Linked DNA regions of Anser cygnoides: region 2 is linked to region 1. The links are chromatin contacts, called in public Hi-C maps. All regions are on one chromosome and are shown on one strand. Each heading gives the region's core, a stretch centred on a gene start, on an enhancer-like site or on the middle of the called end of the contact. The rest is flanking DNA. Distances are from core to core; before and after follow the strand shown.

What was found. Hi-C and Micro-C count contacts between places; a contact is called where the count stands out from the background.
Region 2: a contact with region 1 is called in a Hi-C map of granulosa cells, with 1.6 times the contacts expected there. The contact joins two enhancer-like sites. A contact is called at or near these places in 2 of 7 Hi-C or Micro-C datasets (granulosa cells and liver).

Annotation. Positions count from the first base shown.
Region 1 is chr3:53,964,519-53,968,363 of Taihu_goose_T2T_genome, forward strand. The region is part of intron 5 of CCDC170 (coiled-coil domain containing 170); the gene reads left to right. Among named protein-coding and RNA genes, the nearest start is that of RMND1, 20 kb to the left of the region's middle. Within about 2 kb of position 1,788, at least 1 of the 3 cell types and tissues checked has open chromatin away from gene starts, as enhancers often do.
Region 2 is chr3:54,231,639-54,235,483 of Taihu_goose_T2T_genome, forward strand. It overlaps SYNE1 (spectrin repeat containing nuclear envelope protein 1), which reads right to left. Exons shown (of 146, transcript XM_013178233.3): 146 at 1-160. Among named protein-coding and RNA genes, the nearest start is that of ESR1, 190 kb to the left of the region's middle. Within about 2 kb of position 1,778, at least 1 of the 3 cell types and tissues checked has open chromatin away from gene starts, as enhancers often do.

The DNA of each region.
Region 1 (3,845 bases), core at 538-3,037:
GAAAAATAGGTTCAGGATTTTGTTTGTTTTCAGAATGCAAACTATTATCACCTGTTTTCAACCTCTATTTTTTTTTTCCATTTAGAAACAAAGGAAGAATGGAGCCAATAAAGGTTCGTGAGTCATTATTTATTTTTGGTCTGCCAATCCAAATGTGCCTAAGTGCTTCCCTGCCCTGAGTAGTGTTCATCTGCTATGGGCAAGAGGCAAGGAAGGACTGTACCGGCAGTCACTCAGTGTAGTGGTCAGTGATTACTTTTTGAGGGCTTTCTATTTTTGTAGAGATTAAAAAAATATATATCTTTTGGGAAAGGGGGAGAGGGGGGCAGAGTTAGCAGTGTTTGCCAGGGTCGAAATTAGAAGTGTGGCAGGAAAGGACATTGTTAATAAAGGAAAAGCTGATAAAAGCAGAATGGGAGTGACTGACTTGAACAGCTGATGGATTTTGAAGTGTATGGGTAGGTATAAATCTAGTGAATATTGTTGATGTTCTGTCAATTCTGAATTAAGTGAAGTTTGCCAATTACAGGCCAGATTCCAAAATGGTGGAAGTAGTTATCTGGTAAAAAATGAAAAAACCCACACCACATAATAACAATGATGACCTCATGTTGTTCATCCTCTAAAGAATGTCTATTGCTAATGAAGCTAAAGGTTTAAGTAAATATTACTCTTAAATATTGTAAATATAGATTTATCTTCTGTTTGGCATTGAAAGTAAAATGAAAGCTTAATTTTCTTGCTGGTAAATGGGAAGAGATAGAAATTTCATAATGTGAATGGGTGAAACATTTAAAACCCAGACTGCTCTAGAGCTCATTGAATTATAATATATGCAGGTTTCTCCTGTGTACTGCCTCTTATTCTTTTAGCGCGTTATTCATTTTATTCACATAACTGTAATCAGTATAAACTATGTAGTACTCATGAGACATTACAAATCTGATTTTTTCCAGGGAGTGACAAAATCCCCACATGTACATTGTAAATCTTACTCCTGTAGTAGAGTCAAGCCCGGTTAATGGAGTTGTTATATGCATGACTAATGACCAGACTTGTGAATAGCTGCTGGCAAAACATGGAAAGCTATTTACTTAAATATTAAGACATGTACGCTCCCTCCCCTCCTCCCCCAAATGTTATAAGTATAGCAGCTCTCCTAGTGTGGTGTTGCAGTGATTAGCTTCGTATTTGCTAAGGCACTTGAGAACTGCTTCTATAAATCTCACTAAAACCATAAATGAGTGAAAGGTAATTCCTGTTGACTTTTGCACCTGGCTTATTTTAAATCCTTCTGGATGTCTATCTTTATCTCTTTAAAATACTCACCATTTAAAAATCTACCTTTGTATAACAAATGTAGGTTTTAGAAATTCCATCTGTAAAGGGCTTTCTTACATTGATTATTGCTGAGGAATGGGGCCTTCTTCAGCTGTGATCTGTAATTTTATTATTTCATCAGTTTCGAGATGTGTGCCTTTTTCTGTAGAGTCAGAAGCAGTTGTCTTTTTTTAGGGAAGAAAAAGAAAATGTACGCCAATACAGTAATATAAATATAATAACATATAAATAATGTAAACAGTGTTAGTATTTGCTAGCAGTAGCTGTGGTTTTGGAGCCATGCTGTATGACAGGATGAAACAAAGCTCTCTACCTCAAAGAATTCCATGTGGTTGTACAATATGAAACAAGTGGAATAAAGCAAAAAGAAGACAAAGTAGCAAAGAGATGGCCCAGGCCGTGCCTTACTCCCTTAGAATGATGATAAAGTGTTGAGAAAATTGGCAGCGCTTTTATCTCAGAGGCTGTGCTCTGCTGTACATGACCGTGAGCTGTGCTGCGTGTATCAGTCTGGCTTGATGAGAGTGGCAACTCCTCTGTGAAAGAGCACTGCTGAGTGTCTTTGAGGAGATGAATGTGATTAAACTTGATGGATATAATGCTGGTCTCTACTAGGGAACTGAAGAAAGATTAAAGAGTCGACAATATTATAAAAACTAATCCAAAGTAATTTACCTTCTGCCAGAGTCCAAACCAGTAGTTTTGCCTTATTCCTCAAGGATTTCTGTATGTGTTTCTTGATAGAGAGTTATTTTACTAGATATTCACCTGTTTAGAAAACTGTTCATTTTTTTTCCTATTTAGACTGGACAGGAGCTGAACTTCTAATTTATCTCAGCCTGGAAACCAGTGCTGATGTAGAATGAAATAGAAGGGCTACATGTCACACTCTAACTTCAAAATAATATGTGCAAGAGTCTCTATTAACCTCTTGTAAACTCTGGATGCTCCTTTAACATCATGTTTTCTGGCTTAAGGAAACCTTAAAGAACTTGGAACTTTCTTATCAAACCATCAGATGGCTGTCTCCATGCAACACGTAGCCAAAGGAAAGGCATCTGAGACACACCCTTCGTGCTCTAAAAGAGGAGGCTGCTGACAGGGAGTTCTTAGGGTCAGCACTGCAACCCTGTAAAAGACTCTGAAGCTGAAATAGCTTTTACTAGCCGTGGTGTGTAAGCTCTCACTTAAGACTGCTGTGGTACTTGAGGACTGGAGGAAAGCAGACATGATGCTATTTTTTTTTATTAGGAGGACATTTCATTTATTTATCTCATTGAGAAAGCTGTGTTGAAAGTGCAGTGTTGAGTAGACAGGTTTCTGTGATGTTTTAATAAGCTGTAATTTCTAAATGCAAGGTTTTATGCTTTCAGTTTTAGCATGTGTAGTTTTCAGCTATATACATGTCCTATTACTCAGGTAGTTCCAGTTGCTGCTTGTATTAGCCATCTGGCCTTCTCTTTTGGTGTGTTTTGTAGCAGTCATAATCATGAACACAGTTACACACTCCACAGGAAGCTTGTAAGTTTATGTCAGCAGAACGCGTGCTTCTTGCATTTTCTGAAAATGTTGTTCCAGAGAATGGGTTTTGGTCAGTTAAAAGACACATGGGAGCTACTTGTTCTCCACCTCCTTATTTCCTTTTGATCATCTAGGTTGTGCAACTGTGATCATCAGGAAGCTCAGCTCTTTATTTGGACTCTTCCAAGGTTGCTGTGTAGGTTTTTGTTCCTCCTTCCTTCCCCTCATTTCAGGGGAACAAGTTAAAAAAAAGCAACAAAAACAAACCAAAAAACAACAGGGAAAGGAACAGATAGCTAAGTGTTCTCTTTCTGGGACCTTAGGTAGTTGTCTTTCGCTCAGTCAGCCTTAAGATGTCTTGAGATTCAGTTTGTCTTGCGCTCATGGAGACTGATGAGTGTACGAGAATGGAAACGACAAGTTTGTGAGAAAACAGTTCAGGCAAAGAGCTAATGGTGTGTGTTGCTCACTTTTGATGTGTTTTTCTTTTCAAGTCTAAAAGCCCAGGTATGTCTGAAAGGTGAGAGAAGGCAGAAAACTATTTCTGCTCCCAGTTGTTTCAGTAAGGGTTACACATCCAGTTATACAGTCTGCTGAAGAGAGGCACTGTTTAATTTCTTTTTTAATTGAATGTGAATTGTTCCAGGTTGCTAGTTTGCTAGTCCTTACAGCCCTGATGTTTTTATAGACTGGCACTCAAATAAAAAATAAGGCTTTTTGTGTGTATATACACATACATGTGTGCCACCATGCAGTGACCAAACTACAACAATGACATCAGAGGCACCTGATGAATCATTTACGATTTTAATCTCATTTATGTCAGTTTCACCTGCCGTTCAGTGCGTTTAGCTATACTCTTAATGAAATCCCTACAGGCTTTTTTTTTGCTCTATTGCTCCTCAGTGTTCATCAGTGCTATTTGTTTAGTGGCCTGCCACAGAAAATTTCATGCTTTTATATTCAAATAAACATTTTAATGC
Region 2 (3,845 bases), core at 528-3,027, 270 kb after region 1:
GTCCTCTTCGGTCATTGGCACCAGGCAAGCCAGCCCAATCAGGAGCAGCAAAAGGAGCTGAAGTGGCAGAGCAGCTCTGAGGACTCTGAGGAAGAAGGATGGGTGCTGCCATGCTGGCCCAGCCTCAGAAGGGGAGGAACCTGAGCCACCTCTTATGGACCTGAGAAAAGAAGATGGACAGGTGAATACTCTAAGACATTACTGCAGCAGAGGTTGCACTGAAATACTCAGCTGTCCCTGAAGGCTGGTGTAGAATTTGTACACACTGATTGACAACAGCAGAGGTATCTTTCACTGAACATGCTATTTCCCCAGCTGTCTTAAAAGACCCCATGTTTCTAGACTGGATAAGAAAAAAACAAATAATCACAATGGAATGGACTTTGTGACACCACAGCCCCTTCATCAGTTATGGAGAAGACTCTACACTTAACTGTGCTCTAGAGAAGGGGAAAATAAAAAGTGGGACATACTTGTCACATGCTCACTGCACACTGCCTAAAAAAGAATCCTCATTTAAAATGGCAACTGTATTTGGTTGCAGAAGTTTCTAAATTAATTTCCTTTTATACTATCCACAAGTGTATAATGCAATAAGATACAGTTAAATCAATATTCAGTTAATTAACATACCAATCTTCAGGCAATGGGGACTCATTTTCTACAAAGCACATTGTATTTCGAATCTTGCATTGGATCAGCAGTTAAAATCTATCTGCTCAGCTGACAGGACATCTGAGTGATTGTATCCCTTGTGTCTATGGATCTGTCTTGAAATGGCACTTATCTATCAGAAATCCATGGGAGACATTTCCAAACATTTCTAATGGGTCACTTCAAATTAAGCACAAAAATCCAATAATTTTTTAATAAAGGATAAAGAAGCAGATTTCACATTTTCCCTTTTGACTGAAACTGACAGACAGAGCTCTAATACACAGACAACAGGTTTTGAGGTAAGTGGAGCACTCAAAAGAGAGATTTTGCAAGTTAATATCAGAACATGGATGATCTGAGTGTGCTAATTAAATGACATGGTAAAGTATTGTATTTTAGCACTAGGCAAAAATGGAAGAACTTAGGGCCTTCAAATCATTAGTCTCATGAAATCTTCCATTCAAATGTTATGCCATGAATTTTGCCATAGATATGTCGCTATAAACCATATGTGTAGCTGCTGTGGTTGTGAAGCTGCAGAAAACCTATAGTTTGCTAGGGTTTAAGAGACAAAAATACTCATAAAGATGCACTTAGTCTCAACTTAAAGGTATGGAAGATCAGGTCTGCTGAGGTCAAATGCTCCCCAGTCAGGCGAGTCTTGATGGTTTCTTGATTTCTTTGTCCTTTCGATCTTGTCTCACAGATAAATCTGAATCCATGTGAGAAAGCATACAAAAACCAAAATATCATCTTCAAAACTATATGAGGCTTCGCAAGGGCCCCCTTTCCACATGTTCAGGAAAAAACTTCTTCCTGTGCTTGAGATTATTTTTATATTTTGTTTATACATATGTATCATTCCATTGTGAAGACTTCAAGAAAGCCAGACAGAAAGAAGACCGCCATAAAACAAAACCAAAAACAATTCAAAACAAAACAAACCACCAACACTTCAGGAAAGCTAAATGATTAACTTGACCTACATATCCCAGGATGGAGGGATGATCAAAACAACGGATCACATGCTGTTTTAATCCACGTTATTCTAGCCTGGATGGAAAGCTGCTTGTTGAATTATGCAGGATCACGTATTATAAAGAACACATGGAAAGGATATGGCACATTTAACAGCATCAGAGCATTCCATATTAAAGTTCAATTAGATCGGGACTTCTACTGTCCAAGAATGCCAAGACAGAAAATTAATGGGCTGAGGTAGGAACAAAGGGAACAAGGAGTGCTTAATTACCTTCCAAGCACTTGATTGCATAGTCCACCTATTTACAAGGCTCTCACTGTACATATGTTGTTAATCCCAAACTAAAAAGGTTGTATTTCTGCAGTTGGTAACTGCTGTTTAATGATGAGTAAATAAATTACTAAAAAGCAGAATCAAAAGGCAAAGTCAGCATCTACTTTTGTTTTTGTTGTTATTATTATTAAATCTTTTCCTACTGTTGCTGTAGCATAATCCAGCACTTTTTGCTTTGTGATTTACTAAAACAAACCAAAACCAAAACCAAAAAACACACAAAATAAACAAAAAATTAAAACAACAAACAGGAAAAAGAGTCGAACTGTATAAACTGCATGGCTGGTCTCAGCAAGGAACATAGATTCTCTTTCAAAAATTAAAGCAGTTCATGGCAAAGTATATTGAAACTCTCTGCAGTGAAGTAGGTTGTTGAACAACAGTTTCTAATATTGCATGGGAACAATTCAACAAGTAAATAATGAATCATTATGAAAACATCTTCAGAGGGTAAATTCTAAAATGTTCAAGTGCTGTACTGTCACTGTTTATTGCAGGTACTCCTCTGTAATGGACATAATTGAAAAATGGAATGCTCAGTTTAGAGTGTTTAATGGATTTGGTAAGAAGAGATGGTTAAAAATATCCATACTTTGTTAACAGAAAGCCTTACTAAAGATAAGAGGCAGAACTCCCATCTACTCCAGCAGGAGAAGGGAAAGCTGAAGTATTGTATGCCAGTTTGGAGAAAAAAATGTAATTTCTTTCTCTTGAGCTTGCATCTTCCGCTGTCTCTCTTCTGACTGCTCCACCATTTATCACACAGGATGCTGTTTCTGGATGCAAGGAAGTAAGACCACCTGCTACTCATTCCATACATAATTCCCGCTAACTCGACAAAGGAGGAGGCACAGCTGCAGACCTGGCCAGATGTAAGCTTCTTCACGTCCAGAAATCTCTCACATTAACCTAAGAAGTGCAAGCAATAGTTACCCTTACTTTGGGAGTTTTTAATGTCAGAGAAATTGGAACTCTTTCTGAAGCATTTCAAGAGAGAAGCTAATTTACCAGGCTGTAGATCAGATGGGCAAGTTGAAGTCTAATTTCAGCTCAGATGAGTACCTGCATTTAAAGATGACTGATTTAATTTATATAATTTAATTAATTTATTTATTTATTTTGGACAATGAAAATATGGTTGAACTAATCTATCTGGATTGCAGTAAACATCTGAAAGATTATAACAGAACAATTTATAATTCAAGCAACTGATAGGAATAAATAAAGTGAATTTAATGGGGAATTGACTAATGGAATGCAGACAACAGTCTTATATTGAGAGCAGCAGTACTGGGCTAGTAGGATGTTATTACTGGAGTTAATCAAGGATGAGCCTTGATTTAATATATTTATGAAAAGACTACTGCACAAAATATAAGAACAGCAAATTTCATTTCTATGACTGAAATTGGAAGTCTTTACAAATACAAAATAGGATTAGCTTATTGCACAGAACGAAGTGGGTGACTCAGAGATCAGAAATAGACTTAAGAAGTAGGAAAAGGTGTTTAAGATTACAGTATGCAAGGTAGAAATAAAAAGTGCTATGCATTTGGAAGCTAACACTCTGGAGATAACAAAGAAAGAAATCTAGAGCTGTTATTTGACAAATAACCAAAAGCTAATGATGCAACATAACTGTGAAAGGGGACAAAAACAATTTCAAAATTTCAGTTCAAGACTTCCAGAAGAGAAAGGGGTTGATTTAATGATGTTCTATAAGGCATGAGTCAGACCTCACCTGGAGAAGTTGGTATTATTTTGGTTATCATACTTCTGAAAGATGAATTCAAACTTACAGAAGTTAAATATGAAGTTGAATAATAAATTTGAAGTTAAATAAATATGAAGTTAAAATAACAGGCACTAAGTG